2 separate regions of the Ovis aries genome follow, and region 1 is linked to region 2. A link is a contact called in public Hi-C data. All regions are on one chromosome and are shown on one strand. The core of a region is the stretch at or near the end of the contact, and the rest is flanking DNA. Distances in the headings are between cores, read along the strand shown. Region 1 has its middle 26 kb from the start of B2M. Region 2 holds the start of SPG11 (SPG11 vesicle trafficking associated, spatacsin).

What was found. Hi-C and Micro-C count contacts between places; a contact is called where the count stands out from the background.
Region 1: a contact with region 2 is called in a Hi-C map of blood, with 6 times the contacts expected there. The contact joins the enhancer-like site here to the promoter of SPG11 in region 2. A contact is called at or near these places in 4 of 16 Hi-C or Micro-C datasets (blood, liver and tail adipose tissue).

The regions. Positions count from the first base shown.
Region 1 is chr7:101,136,082-101,143,554 of ARS-UI_Ramb_v3.0, reverse strand. No RefSeq gene overlaps it. Among named protein-coding and RNA genes, the nearest start is that of B2M, 26 kb to the right of the region's middle. Within about 2 kb of position 1,819, at least 3 of the 54 cell types and tissues checked have an H3K27ac peak or open chromatin away from gene starts, as enhancers often do. A contact at or near this core is called in liver, where this site is marked.
Region 2 is chr7:101,039,484-101,046,742 of ARS-UI_Ramb_v3.0, reverse strand. SPG11 (SPG11 vesicle trafficking associated, spatacsin) reads left to right here and starts at 2,610. Exons shown (of 40, transcript XM_042252881.1): 1 at 2,610-2,823; 2 at 5,427-5,611; 3 at 6,452-6,676. The coding sequence starts at 2,621.

The DNA.
Region 1 (7,473 bases), core at 570-3,069, 98 kb before region 2:
CTAGAGGGAGGAATGTAATTGGAAATCAAAGAAGTTTCTGACATTGCTCTACCTGGAAATCTTAGGAAATCACACCCACTGACAGACCCTTATGGAAAGTCGCCCAACCTTAAGGCAGAGGGAGGGAAATCCAAGTCAGGAATTGATTTCATCCTTCTAAGCCTGTCTAAGAAAGCCATCCTTCTCCACTCACCAAGCACATTCTTCTAGAACAGAGAAAAGGCAAGGAGTAATGAAGTCCTTGGAAACTTGCAGAAGAAATACTTAGTTTTTCCCTGAGATTTTTTTTTCCTGATTTTTAAATTGTGATTTTTGAAATCATGATTAATAAAATATTTAAGGGAATTTGCTGTTTGGTAAGGACCTTTGTTGCATTATTTAAGAGCATTTTTTTCTCAGTTTTTATTACCTCAAAGAAAACTTTGATGGGCAGGTTTTCGAAGAATTAACCAAAAGAACAGAGAAATACAATTCATCTGTACAGGACAAATCACATGGCAGAGTTACCATACTAGCGAGACATATGCTTCACAAATCCCTCCATTTTCACATAAGAGGGGAGAATTATGAATTTTTTTAACTTATCAGAGCTCAGAATTGAACGAGATCTTAAGTCATTTAATTCACTCCTTTCTAGCTTCTGCTTGAAATTTTGAAATAAGGGGAGGTTCACAATTACACAATTTTTGTTTATTATTAGAAAAAAGCATCTATTTTTACTGACCTCACTGTAAAGGAACAAGAACGTAGTAGGAATAGGGGACCAGCCCTGGGATTGCTTTGGAGGGAATGATGCTGAAGCTGAAGCTCCAGTACTTGGGCCACCTCATGAGAAGAGTTGACTCATTGGAAAAGACTGATGCTGGGAGGGATTGGGGGCAGGAGGAGAAGGGGACGACAGAGAATGAGATGGCTGGATGGCATCACTGACTCAATGGACGTGAGTCTGAGTGAACTCCGGGAGATGGTGATGAACAGGGAGGCCTGGCGTGCTGCGATTCATGGGGTCGCAAAGAGTCGGACATGACGGCGCGACTGAACTGAACTGAACTGAACTGAACTGAGGAATAGGGAATAATGGAAACTTTTTTCTCTAGAGATTATAAACAAAATAGTTACACCTTTTTTGTTTCAACAGCTAAGGACAGAGAAGGGTAAGAGCAAATCTAAAGGTCCTGTGATAGGGGAAATTAGAACCTGATCTTAATGATTAATATACATCTAATTTAAACTATATAAGAAGTGATAACTAATGGAAATGATAATTCATGTCATAGTTTCTTGTTGATGAATCTTAGTGAGTTTTTTTTACTTTCCTGTAGTCCTAGTAAATAAACATCTTATATCTATATGACAATCAAGAAAACACTAACTCTGAAGAGATCTTGAAGGAATTCAATTTAACATGTTTAATCAATTCAACTTTAAGTGTTAAATACCAAGTGTGATAGTATAATGAACAAATTAAATTTTTTAATATAAAATTATAATAACATGATTACATTAAGAAGGAAAGTATATTTTTGTATAGTTAATTTTTCTCAAAAGTTTGTGATGGATTTCAATACTTCCTACCATACTCTCTTCTCTAAATTCTCAATTATTCAGGGCCTAGAAAGAATATAAAGCTATAAACTGCCACAAGTTAACTCTTTCCCTGAATTTTCTTTCATGCTGTAAAATCCATGCCCTCTTCTGTGATCCAGTTTTCCACATTATACTCAGGAAACCAGCTAACTTAGAGAAAGGTTGCTCACCTCCATGAAGCTCTATCATCAAGCCACCAGGGGGCAGAGATAGACACTTGGACCAGAGCTCAACAGGCCTCCAGGATGGCTGCAGATCAGGAGTCAGAGACTTGTTAGTTTGCTGAGAATGGGCCCAGAGCATGAGAGAAGGAGGGGAAGTTCAGGAGCTGGGGAGACAGGAAGGCCAGTGTGAGGTCTGGCAGATTCCGTGACAGTTTGTCAGTTGCTTTGGTCATCGTTAGCTTAAGAGAAAGAGAAACCCTGATTGGAACAGCCTCCCTGCCCACCGTTTTTTGGCAAGGAATGGAAAACAACTCATTTAAATTCAAAGTGGCAGTCTAATCGTAAGGGTCACATATCCCCATTTCTGGCCTACATTGCTACCTGAAAGTGGAACGTCGTCATTTGCCTGTAAGACTAATGCATGAGGAATAACCACTTCATCCCTGCTCCTGATATCATCACAGCGTTGAGACCCAGCTGGGTGGCGTTAGTAGAGAGCTGTTCCACCTGAGAGCTTATATTCCATTGAAACAGCCTATGCATTGTGTCTCTGAGAAAGTAACATGCCTGGAGAACCCCAGACCGTAAGGACGCAAGATGAGAGAAGTCTCATTTTAGGCACTTCGACAGTCTCCGCTGGCAGCGGCCGGCCCCTGGCCTGTGCTCCTGAGTGGCCTGTTAAGCACAGAACAGGACCCGGTTCTCACAGTGGCTCCTCCGGCTCCGTCTGTTTTCTCCTGTGTCAGCTCCTACCTAGGTGTCCAGCCTTGCGCCCGTGACCCTCCCACCGGTGTGTGCGATTGCCTGCATCTGCTGCTTCTGTGGCTGCGCACATGCTGATTCTTCCTCTGGGGGCCCACCCTCCCTCACCCCAATCTTGACCTCTTTAGTAAACTCTTCCATAGCCAGTCCCTTGTAGAAAATACTTTGCTGCCTGTACACCACCTCAGCCTCAGCCCTGCTGACAGTTTGGGCTGCCTAAGTCTTTGTTGTTGGGGAGCTGACCTATGAATTTGAGGGTGTTTAGCCACATCTCTGGCCTCTGCTCACTAGATGCCAGTATCACCCCCACCCCCAAAGTTGTGAGAATCAAAATTATCTCCTAACATTGCCAAATGTCTGCTGGGGATATGGGAGTGTGACCCATCCTCCAGCTGAGAAGCACTGCTTCACACATTTGTATAGCGCAATAGACCTTTGAACATGTTTGTACCTAATTATTTTAACTGTTTGACTGCACGTCTGCCCCCTCCCTAAGTTATGAACAGCTGCTGGGTTATGCTGTGTCATGCTTACCTTGATGGTACACAGCATTCATTGGATCAAGTTCTTTGCCAAATAAATGGCTATGAAATGCTGATGATCACCTAGAAATCATGTTCCCCAAAGTAAAAAAATACGTTTGTTTCATCTTGAATGTTTTGTTGTTGGTTACAGTGTTTAACAATGTTTAGTAAAGATGATTGTACTAAACATTGAAGTCAGCACATTCTTGAGTCTTTGACCCTGGGGCGAGAATAGTGGGTTAGGAGAGATAAGCCTTGTCTCCCTCCACCCTCCAGAACGATGAGTAACCTTGGCTAAGATGTCTAACTCCTCTGGAATCAGTTCTTCCATCTGTAAAATATGAACTCCTGAGGCTTCCCTTCCACCTCTGAAGTTTGTTATTTCAAAACCTATTTAGCATAGAGGTCCAAAATCTCACAAAAAGGCATTTTGAGATTTTATTTCATTATTCAAAAATAAAAGTTTTGAACAAGGGGGCAGTAGACAGTGGTGTTTAATAAACTACATACCAGCTCTGTGATGACCTAGAAGGATGGGATGGGGGGAGTGGGGCGGGAGGGAGGTCCCACAGGGAGGGAATATAGGTATACATATGGCTGATTCATGTTGTCCTGCAGCAGAAACTAACACAGCATTGTAAAGCAATTATACACTAATAAAAAAAAAAAAAAACTACATACCAGGTTTTACCATATAATTGGTAATCGGGGGTAGTAAAAAATGAAAATGTAGTCATAAGCCAAAGTTGCTTTTCTTTTCCAAGCCTTAATTTTATCATAAGTAAAATGGAGATGATAGGGAGCTCCCCGGTGGTCCAGTGGTTGGGACTCTGCCCTTCTGCTGCAGACCAGACAAGTGCCATCCCTGCAAGATCCTGCAAGGATCCCTAAGATCCTGCAAGCCATGTGGCAAGGCCAAAAAATTTTAAAATAAATAAAAAATAAAAGAGAGATGGTAATACAAACCTCAGAGGATTGTTTCAAGGATTAAATGAGATAATTTATGTAAAGTACTGAGCAGTATCTGGCATATAGTAAGCACCCAATAAATAGTCATAGCTATCGTTATTGTTATCGCACCAACATTGATAACAGAAAACAGTTTACAAAACGAACGCCCCTTCAAATTAACTTTGTCTTGAAATATAACAAGAGATATAAGTATCTATAAGAGGTATTAATCTTAACAAGAAGTATTAACCTTCAAGAACTCCAGTGGAACTTAAAATAAATTGGAAGTTCCATTTTCCAACTCCAGGGAAGCCACTGAGAAGTCAGTTATTTCCTCTTTTATGCCCAGCAGCACCTAACAGAAACTTCCGTCATGGATTTTATTTCACTGCATCATTACTTATTTCTTAAATACATAACTTATTTACTGCCTCTGCTGTGTCTGCGTGGCTGCATGGTTTTCTCTAGCTGTGGCGAGCAGGGGCCAGTCTCCATCGCGGTGCTCAGGCTTCTCATTATGGCGGCTTCTCCTGTTGCGAGCAGGGACTCTAGGCGCGTGGGCTTCAGTCACTGTGGCACGTGGGCTCAGGAGTTGCGGTTCTTGGGCTCCAGGGCACAGCTTCAGCATTGTGGAGCACCGGCTTAGTTGCCGCTTGGCACGTGGAATCTTCTCAGAGCAGGGACCTAATGAATGTCCCTTGCATTGCAGGGCAGATTCTTAACTACTGGACCAGCAGGGAAGCCCTTCACTACATTCTCTTCCCCCCCCCCTAGTTGTGAGCTTCGTGAAAGTGAAAGTCGCTCACTCGTGTCCCACTCTTTGCGACCCAGAATTCTCCAGGCCAGAATACTGGAGTGGGTTGCCTTTCCCTTCTCCAGGGTATCTTCCCAACCCAGGGATCAAACCCAGGTCTCCTGCATTTCAGGCAGATTCTTTACCAGCTGAGCCACCAGGGAAGCCCAAGAATATGGGAGTGGGTCACTATCCATTTCTCCAGCAGATCTTCCTGACCCAGGAATCAAGCCGGGGTCTCCTGCATTGCACGTGGATTCTTTACCATCTTGGATATGATCTTATTCATCTTTTTAACAACATAGGTCTATCATACAATCAAAAAACATTTATTTTACACTGGAGGATAACTGCTTTGCAGTGTTGTGTTGGTTTCTACCACACAAGAACATGAATCAGCCATAAGTATATATATGTCCCTTCCCTCCTGAGCCTCCCTCCTACCCGCCACCCTACTCCACCCCGCTCCTCTAGGCTGGCACAGAGCACAGGGTTGAGCTCCCTGTGTTATACAGCAGCTCCCCACTAGCTAGCTGGTTTTCATATGGTCATGTATATTTTCAATGCTGCTCTCTCAGTTAGGTCCCTCTCCTTCCCTGGCTGTGTTCATAAGTCTGTTCTCTATGTCTGCATCTTTATTCCTGTCCTGCAGATAGGTTCATCGGTACCATTTTTCTAGATTCCATATACATGCATTAATATACGGTATTTGTTTTTCTCTTTCTGACTTGCTTCACTCTATAACAGGCTCTAGGTTCATCTACCTCCCTAGAATTGATTCAAATTCGTTCCTTTTTATGACTGAATAATATTCCACTTTATATATGTACCACATCTGCTTTATCCATTCACTTGTCAATGGACATCCAGGTTGCTTCCATGTCCTAGCTATTGTAAATAGTGCTGCAGTGAACATTGGGGTACATGTGTCTTTTTGAATTATGGTTTTCCCAGGGTATATGCCCAGTAGTGGGATTGCTGGGTCATATGGTAGTTCTATTCCTAGTTTTTAAAGAAATCTCTGTACCGTTCTGCATATGGTTATATCAATTAACAGTGCCACCAACGGTGCAAGAGGGTTCCCTTTTCTCCATATCCTGTCCCCCATTTATTGTTTCTGCATTTTTTGATGATGCTCACTCTGACCGTGTGAGGTGATACCTCATTGTAGTTTTTAATTTGCAAAGAATCTGCCTGCAGTACAGGAGACCCGGGTTCTCTGGGTTGGGAAGATCCCCTGGAGAAGGGAAAGGCTACCCACTCCAGTATTCTGGCCTGGAGAATTCCATGGACTGTATAGTCCATGGTGTCACAAAGATTCAGACACGACTGAGCGACTCTCACTTCCACTTTTCGTTTCATCTGAAAATGAGCGATGCTGAGCATTTTTTCATGTGTTTATTGGCCATCTGTATGTCTTCTTTGGAGAAATGTCTTTTTAGGTCTTTGACCCATTTTTTGATTGGGTTGTTTGTTTATCTGATATTGAGCTGCATGAGCTGCTTGTATATTTTGGAGATAATCCTTTGTCGGTTGCTTCATTTGCAATTATTTTCTCCCATTCTGAGGATTGTCTTTTCATCTTGTTTACGGTTTCCTTTGCTGTACAAAATCTTTTAAGTTTAATTTCCCTGGTGGCTCAGACGGTGAAGAATCTGCCTGCAATGGAGGAGACCAAGGTTCAATCTCTGGATCAGGAAGATCCCCTGGAGAAGGAAATGGCAACCCACTCCAGTATTCTTGCCTGGAGAACCCCATGGACAGAGGAACCTGGAAGGCTACATAGGGTCGCAAAGAGAGAGACTTAACACTTTCACTTTTCAGGTCCCATTTGTTTATTTTGGTTTTTATTCCCATTATTCTAGGAGGTGGGTCATAGAGGATCTTGCTTCAATTTATGTCAGAGGCTTCTGCCTATGTTTTCTTCTAAGAGTTTTATAGTTTCTGATCTTACATTTAGGTCTTTAATCCATTTTGAGTTTTTGTGTTTGGTGTCAGAAAGTATTCTGATTTCATTCTTTTGCACTAGCTCTCCAGCTTTCCCAGCACCACTTATGGAAGAGACTGTTTTTCCCCATTGTATATTCTTGTCTTCCAGTGGCTACTGGAGCAGGCGATATAATACTATTAGGATTCTTTTCTAGCCACTGGCAGCTGACACTCAGAAGGCCGCCCTGGCAGGTTCTTCCCTGTTGCTCAGAGGGTAGCCCTGATTGGGGTCCTTCTCAGTTGTTCAGTGCAGCAGGGGCTCAAAGGGCAACACTTGCTGGGGTCTTTCTCCATTGGTCAGCTGCAGGCGCTAACACTATGGGACGAGAGAGGCTACAGTCATGGTGACTGTGGTGACTACTGCTACGTGTGTCTCAGCAGTAGGGCCCTGCCTCCATGGCTGCCCAACTTTCACCCAAAGGCATTTTTTCCCATAAAGCAGAGATCAAAAACTCAAATGTCTACATAAGGAAAATATGGCTGGGTAGAGCACATAAGGGAGAGTCAAGGGCTGCTGGCAAGCTGGAGAAAATAGGCCCTTTTCCCTAATCACATGGACATGTGCATGCATGCTGAGTCGCTTCAGTTGAGTTCAGTCGCTCAGTCGTGTCCGACTCTTTGCAACCCCATGAATCGCAGCATGACAGGCCTCCCTGTCCATCACCAGCTCCCGGAGTTCACTCAGACTCGCGTCCATTGAGTC
Region 2 (7,259 bases), core at 1,361-3,860:
AATCAGGCTGATTATATTCTTTGCAGCCAAAAATGGAGAAGCTCTATACAGTTAGCAAAAACAAGACCGGGAGCTGACTGTGGTTCAGATCATGGGCTCCTTATTGCCAAATTCAGACTGAAATTGAAGAAAGTAGGGAAAACCACTAGACCATTCAGGTATAACCTAAATCAAATCCCTTATGATTATACAGTGGAAGTGACAAATAGATTCAAGGGATTAGATCTGATAGAGTGTCTGATGAACTACAGAGGGAGGTTCATGACATTGTACAGGAGGCAGCGATCAAGACCATCCCCAAAGAAAAGAAATGCAAAAAGGCAAAATGGTTGTCTGAGGAGGCCTTACAAATAGCTGTGAAAAGAAGAGAAGTGAAAGGCAAAGGAGAAAAGGAAAGATATACCCATTTGAATGCAGCATTCCAAAGAAGAGCAAGGAGAGCTAAGAAAGCCTTCCTCAGAGAGCAATGCAAAGAAAAAGAGGAAAACAATAAAATGGGAAAGTCTAGAGATCTCTTTAAGAAAATCAGAAATACCAAAGGAACATTTCATGCAAAGATGGGCACAATAAAGGACAAAAATGGCATGGACCTAACAGAAGCAGAAGATATTAAGAAGAGGTGGCAAGAATACACAGAAGAACTATACAAAAACAGATCTTCATGACCCATCACCCATGGCGTGATCACCAACCTAGAGCCAGACATCCTAGAATTCGAAGGCAAGTGAGCCTTAGGAAGCATCTCTACAAACAAAGCTAGTGGAGGCGATGGAATTCCAGTTGAGCTATTTCAAATCCTAAAAGATAATGTTGTGAAAGCACTGCACTCAATATGGCAGCAAATTTGGAAAACTCAGCAGTGGCCACAGGACTGGAAAAGGTCAGTTTTCATTTCAATCCCAAAGAAAGGCAATGCCAAAGAATGCTCAAACTACCGCACAATTGCACTCATCTCACACTCTAGTAAAGGAATGCTCAAAATTCTCCAAGCCAGGCTTCAACAGTACGTGACCCGTAAACATCCAGATGTTCAAGCTGGTTTTAGAAAAGGCAGAGGAACCAGAGATCAAATTGCCAACATCCGTTGGATCACAGAAAAAGCAAGAGAGTTCCAGAAAACATCTATTTCTGATTTATCGACTATGCCAAAGCCTTTGACTGTGTGCATCAAAATAAACTGTGGAATATTCTGAGAGGGGAATACCAGACCACCTGACCTGCCTCTTGAGAAACTTGTATGGAGGTCAGGAAGCAAGTTAGAACTGGACATGGAACAACAGACTGGTTCCAAATTAGGAAAGGAGTACATCAAGGATGTATATTGTTACCCTGCTTATTTAACTTATATGTAGAGTACATCATGAGAAAAGCTAGGCTGGATGAAGCACAAGCTGGAATCAAGATTGCTGGGAGAAATATCAATAACCTCAGACATGCAGATGACACCACCCTTATGGCAGAAAGTGAAGAACTAAAGAGCCTCTTGATGAAAGTGAAAGAGGAGAGTGAAAAAGTTGGCTTGAAACTCAACTTTCAGAAAACTAAGATGGCTCTTGGCCCCATCACTTCATGGCAAACAGATGGGGAAATGGTGGAAACAGTGACAGACTTTATTTTGGGAGGCTCCAAAATTACTGCAGATGGTGAGTGCAGCCATAAAATTAAAACACTCTTGCTTCTTGGAAGAAAAGTTATGACTAACCTAGACAGCGTATTATAAAGCATAGACATTACCTTGCTGAGAAAGGTCCAACTAGTCAAAGCTATGTTTTTCCCAGCAGTCATGTATGGATGTGAGAGTTGGACTATAAAGAAAGGTGAGCAACGAAGAATTGATGCTTTTGAACTGTGGAGGTGGAGAAGACAATCTTGAGAGTCCCTTGGACTCCAAGGAGATCCAACCAGTCCATCCTAAAGGAGATCAGTCCTGAATATTCATTGGAAGGACTGAAGCTGAAGCGGAAACTCCAATACTTTGGCCACCTGATGCAAAGAGCTGACTCATCTGAAAAGACCCTGATGCTGGGAAAGATTGAGGGCAGGAGAAGGGGACGACAGAGGATGAGATGGTTGGATGGCATCACCGACTCGATGGACACGATTTTGGGTAAATTCCGGGAGTTGGAGATGGACAGCAAGGCCTTTTGTGCTGCAGTTCATGCGGTCGCAGAGCCGGACACGGCTGAGCGACTGAACTGAGCTGAAGAGGTGGATAGAGAGGCAGGGGCTGGCAGCAAGGGTGAGAGAGCAGAGGGTGACGGGACATTGGAAACAGTTGCCAGGTCCCTCTTCGGCCGCTAACTAAAACCCCCAACTTTCTCGCCCTGAAACGAAGACTTGGTATCGCAGGCGTGGGCGGCGCCGGGGGTCACGAGGCGGGGAGCGGGTCGCCGCATCGCGCAGGCGCACGACGCGACGGGAGGCGGGGTCACGAGGTGGAGCGGGTCAGACGCACGGCGCAGGCGCACGACGCGACGGGAGGGGGGGTCACGAGGTGGAGCGGGTCAGACGCACCGCGCAGGCGCACGACGCGGCGGGGAATCAAGAGGCGGAGAGTGGGCTGGGCGCAGTGCGCAGGCGCAGGACGCGGCACGCGGCCCGGAAGGGGCGGCGGGCTAGGATGGCTGCGGAGGAGCGGGTGCTGCCCGTTTTGTTAGTGCCGGTCTCCGCCGAGGCCAGAGGGCGGCTGGGGCCCCGGGCGCAGCTGCACAGAGAGCAGGCGGCCCTGGGCAGTCTGACGGCTTCAGGCAGCCTTCACGTGCTCCCCTTGGCGCCGGGCGGCCGAGGCGGGGGCGACTGCCTGCTGGAAGGCTGTTTTCGGCAGTAAGAGCTGCGGCCGGGCCGGGCGGTGAGGGAGCGCGCCTCTGCTGGCCTGGGGGCGGCGGGAGCGGAGTGACGGCGGGGCGCCCGCCCAAGGCGGGCCCGGCCCCCCTCAGAGCCGCATGGTGGTCGAGTTCCCCTCTTGCGTTCCCGCTGGGCGGAGGCCGCACGCGGGGAGCTGTAGGAGTCCCTGTTTGGGCGCTGAGCTTTTTATTCGTTCGACATAGTTTGATTTCTCGTCACCGTGCTGTTCCCCCACGCCCGTTTCTTCAGTTAAATCTGTTGAAGACGCCAGCCGGGGGGCATCATCTCATTTCCATTGTCCTGTTATTCTAATGCGCGATACGGATAGCTGTTTCCTTCACTTTGGGGCTTCCTCCCCCCGCTCCCCTTTGAAGGATAGAGCCTGCATTTTCTACTCATTAATGTATTTTCCTAAGAAATGCTTATTATGCGCGCTGCACGTTACCTAGGAGTAGTGCCTAAAAGGTGTAGTAAGACAGTTCTTAATACACGTGAGGCTTTTTGGTCGGTTAGACAGAAAAGAAACAATTTCAATCGTCTGTAACTCTTACATTTTATATCGTTAAGTTTGAGAGTGCCATCCGAGGCTTTGGACTCTTCAATAAAACGTTTTAGGAATGTTTCTGAAATTACGACTTTAGTAGCCAGAGTCTTGGAATCTCCAGGTCTTAGAGCAGTGCCTCACAGTAGAGGTTCGTTTGGTATCTTTATTCCTGGTCTCTAGCTTCTAGGAGGAGAAGGCAATGGCACCCCACTCCAATACTCTTGCCTGGAAAATCCCATGGATGGAGGAGCTGGAAGGCTGCAGTCCATGGGGTCGCTGAGGGTCAGACACGACTGAGCGACTTCACGTTCACGTTTCACTTTCTTGCATTGGAGAAGGGAATGGCAACCCACTTCAGTGTTCTTGCCTGGAGAATCCCAGGACGGTGGAGCCTGGTGGGCTGCCGTCTGTGGGGTTGCACAGAGTCGGACACGACTGAAGCGACTTAGCAGCAGCAGCAGCAGCTTCTAGGAAAAGGATTCTCTCTCCTCAAGTTAGTTGATTCCACATTGTTAAGTATCGGTGAACACAGTCCTGTAAAGAGAGGAATGAGTCAGAGATCCCAACAGAAGATAAGGAGAACTGACCTGAAGCAACTGGGGGGCTTATGGAAGCTGTTGCGTGAAACTAGTGGGAGGCAGAGCATGGAGGACAACGTTTTAGCTTTTTTTCTAACTGAATTTAATGTTAATTCGAATAATTCATCGGGTAAAAATAAGGACAAATTTATAGGGTTCAGAATTTGCTTCCTGCTTTTCTACCAATGGCACTTCCCTGATAGCTCACTTTGTAAAGAAGCCGCCTGCAATGCCGGAGAGTCGGACACGACTGAGCGACTTTCTTTTTTCTGCCAATATCGCATGTTGGTAGACTACCGATATACACGTTTTTTGCATATATTGTTGAATCATTGTGCGTTGTGTAATCTGTTCACTGAAAAGTCTGTCTTTGCACGTGGCAGTATGGTCCCATGTGCTAATGATGTTACTTGTTTCACAGTATTTTGCTTTTAAATATATTTTAATTTGACATTTTCAGATTTCAGTGTAAACAGTCATGTATTGGCTGTTTATGAGACATTCTAGGTATAAAGACAAAAGTACAAAATGTCAGTATATTTTCTCTGACATGGCGCCAAGTTCACTGTTTTTAGATGTAAAACTTACTATTTTGGAAAAAAGCTTTCTTAAAAGAAAGAAACTATCAGCATGGTAGCTTCATCTGCATTGTTTTCGAAATCTGGGCTCTTGTTTTTAAATGTAACTATTTAACTTGAAGCTTGCATTAATAGTCTCTTTCCATCCTTGTTAGCCATGTTGGTATGTTGACTTTGTACTGCGTTATATATTTTGTAACTGCACTGTCCCATATGGTAGCCATTAGCCACATGTGACTTAAAATTGAAAATTTAGTTCCTCGGTTGCACTCACTGAGCATGTTTCCAGTGCTGAGTAGCCATGTGGCAGTTGGCTACTGTATTGGACCTTGCAGATTCTTAGAACACTTCGGTCTCATGGAGAGTTCTGTTGGACAGAGTTCTTCTGTGATATGCCTCTTTAAAGTCTTCGAAGTCTATAAATGCAATAATCACTTTTTTAAAATGTGACTGAAAGCGTCTATTTTAGCAGAACATATTTTTTGTTTATTGTGAAGACCATCGTGTATAAATAATAGACATTTGGTTATTGAAACTTATCCTTGATCATGACAGTTTCTTTGAGCGTAGCATCAGTCCTCGTTTAGGATGAAATGGAATAAGAGCAGTCACCATTTCTTGCTCTTTGCCCCCTCGTCACCACCCATTCCTGTATTCTTGTGTTGCCCTGAAGGATGTTGAGGGGAAAGAAGTGAGGAAAGGGAAGGAGAAAGGGAAAAGGGGCTGAAATCTAGAGCAGTTTACATCCCCTTAGGTTGTATATAGAATGAATGTGATTAGGTGAACCAAGAAGTTCTCTACTCTTCCTGCCATTTTACCCTCACCGTTGTGGGTAAGTATTATTGTGGATGTAGAATATAATAGTCTAAACTTTTTCCTTAGGTTTGTATGGGAGGATTCTCATCACAGTGGGACACCAAACAACAAGCCCAGACTGGTTGCTCTTACTGAAAATTATGAACTGCTCATCTATGAATTTAATTTGGAAGATGGAAGATGTGATGCAACCGTTTTGTGTAGCTGTAGTGAGAAGACATTGCAGAAGCTTGTTGAAGATCAAAATATCAGTAAGTGTTTGCAGGTAGTCTTTCAGCATGTTTGAATCTGCATAACTCTAACTGCATGTATTTCAGGAGCAGTTCTTATAGAGGTAAAACCAGGGAGGGGTATTTGCCCTGTCTAGTATAGTAGGCACTAGGTACATGAGGCTGTTGAGCTGTCAATGTGGTTAGTATGAATTAATATGTCCTTTAAATGTCAAGTACATTCCAGATTTGAAAACTTGGTACTAAAAAAGTAAAATAGCTCATTAATAGTTTTTGTATTAGTTATATGTTGATGTATTGAAGATGAGGTAACTAATATAAAATTAGTTTTACCTGTTTCTTTTTTCAGTGCTGTTACTGGAAAGTTTTAAATTTTTTTTGTGGCTGACATTATATTTCTCTTGGTTAATCTGCTGATCTAGGCTGGTCACAGAGCTGTTTGCTACATCCTATCCAGAGGGCTTCAGGGAGCAGAAATCAAAGCACTCAGGCATTTATTTTTAAGGCAGTAGCGTTCTTGCCACCCTGCTTATGTCTCTTCCTTTTAAAAATCGAGTCTGTGATGGTTCGTAGGGGTCTCGTGGGTAGGAACCTTTTTTAATCATCCTGTGGGTTTTTAAATCACACTCTGGCCGGAAACAGAAGGCACAGAGAGAGTGTAGGTCATCTTCGTTCATTCCCTCAGCTACCTTCCAGTGACCACTTGCTCAGCTGAGTGTGATCAGTAATTGTCCAGAGTTGGACTAAGATAAATGCTGATTCTTTCTTGTTTCATCTGTTTGTGTTATGGTAGCAGCACCAAATTTACCAGTTGTAAAATTGTGACCAGTGAGTTTGATGTGATGTCCTTTTGTTTTATAGGTATTTCCTTGTTATCTTTGAGGATTCTGTCGTTTCACAACAACACATCATTATTGTTCATCAACAAATGTGTTGTCCTACATGTTATGTTTCCTGAAAGAGATGCTGAAATTAGGGTACTCAGCTGTTACACGTTGCCCTTACCTGCGCAGGCAGTGGACAGGATTATTGACACGCAGCTCTGCAAAGGAATTCTCTTTGTTTTGAGTAGTTTAGGCTGGATCTGTATCCTTTTTGGTAAAGATGTTGATGTCGGGGGAGGAGAATACCTAGGAAAATGAGCCTTTTTAGGCTCATAGGTTTAGGGACTGGGCTATAGGTGGAATGGTTAATTTTTCAGTAAAACTTTCAGAGAAAAAGCTGTTCATGAACTTCAGATACTCAACTGCATTGCTCTATATTCCATTCAGATATTTTTCAGTTTATAAATATACATTTTTTCATAGTCGTAATCATCCAGCTTATCTATATTTTTAAATTGGGTATATTCTGTATTACCCATTTATTTAAAATATTATTTATTAAATATCTGTTTTGTGCTTGTTCCAGGAGGGATTTAGATGACTGCTTATGATGTAATACACACATTTTTGTGTATGAGTATAATCTTATCTCTTTTACTGCCTCTAATGCTTCTGTCATATTAGGAAATCATATTGTTTGCATAACTGTTTTTTTACGTTTGTTTTTGGAAACTGTCACAGATTTGTTTTTTCCTTAGATTCATAGGTCACCAGCAGAATTATATTGAAGATTATTTGAAGAACAACCCTTATAGTAGTGTTTTGGGGGCTTTTATTTCATTTTC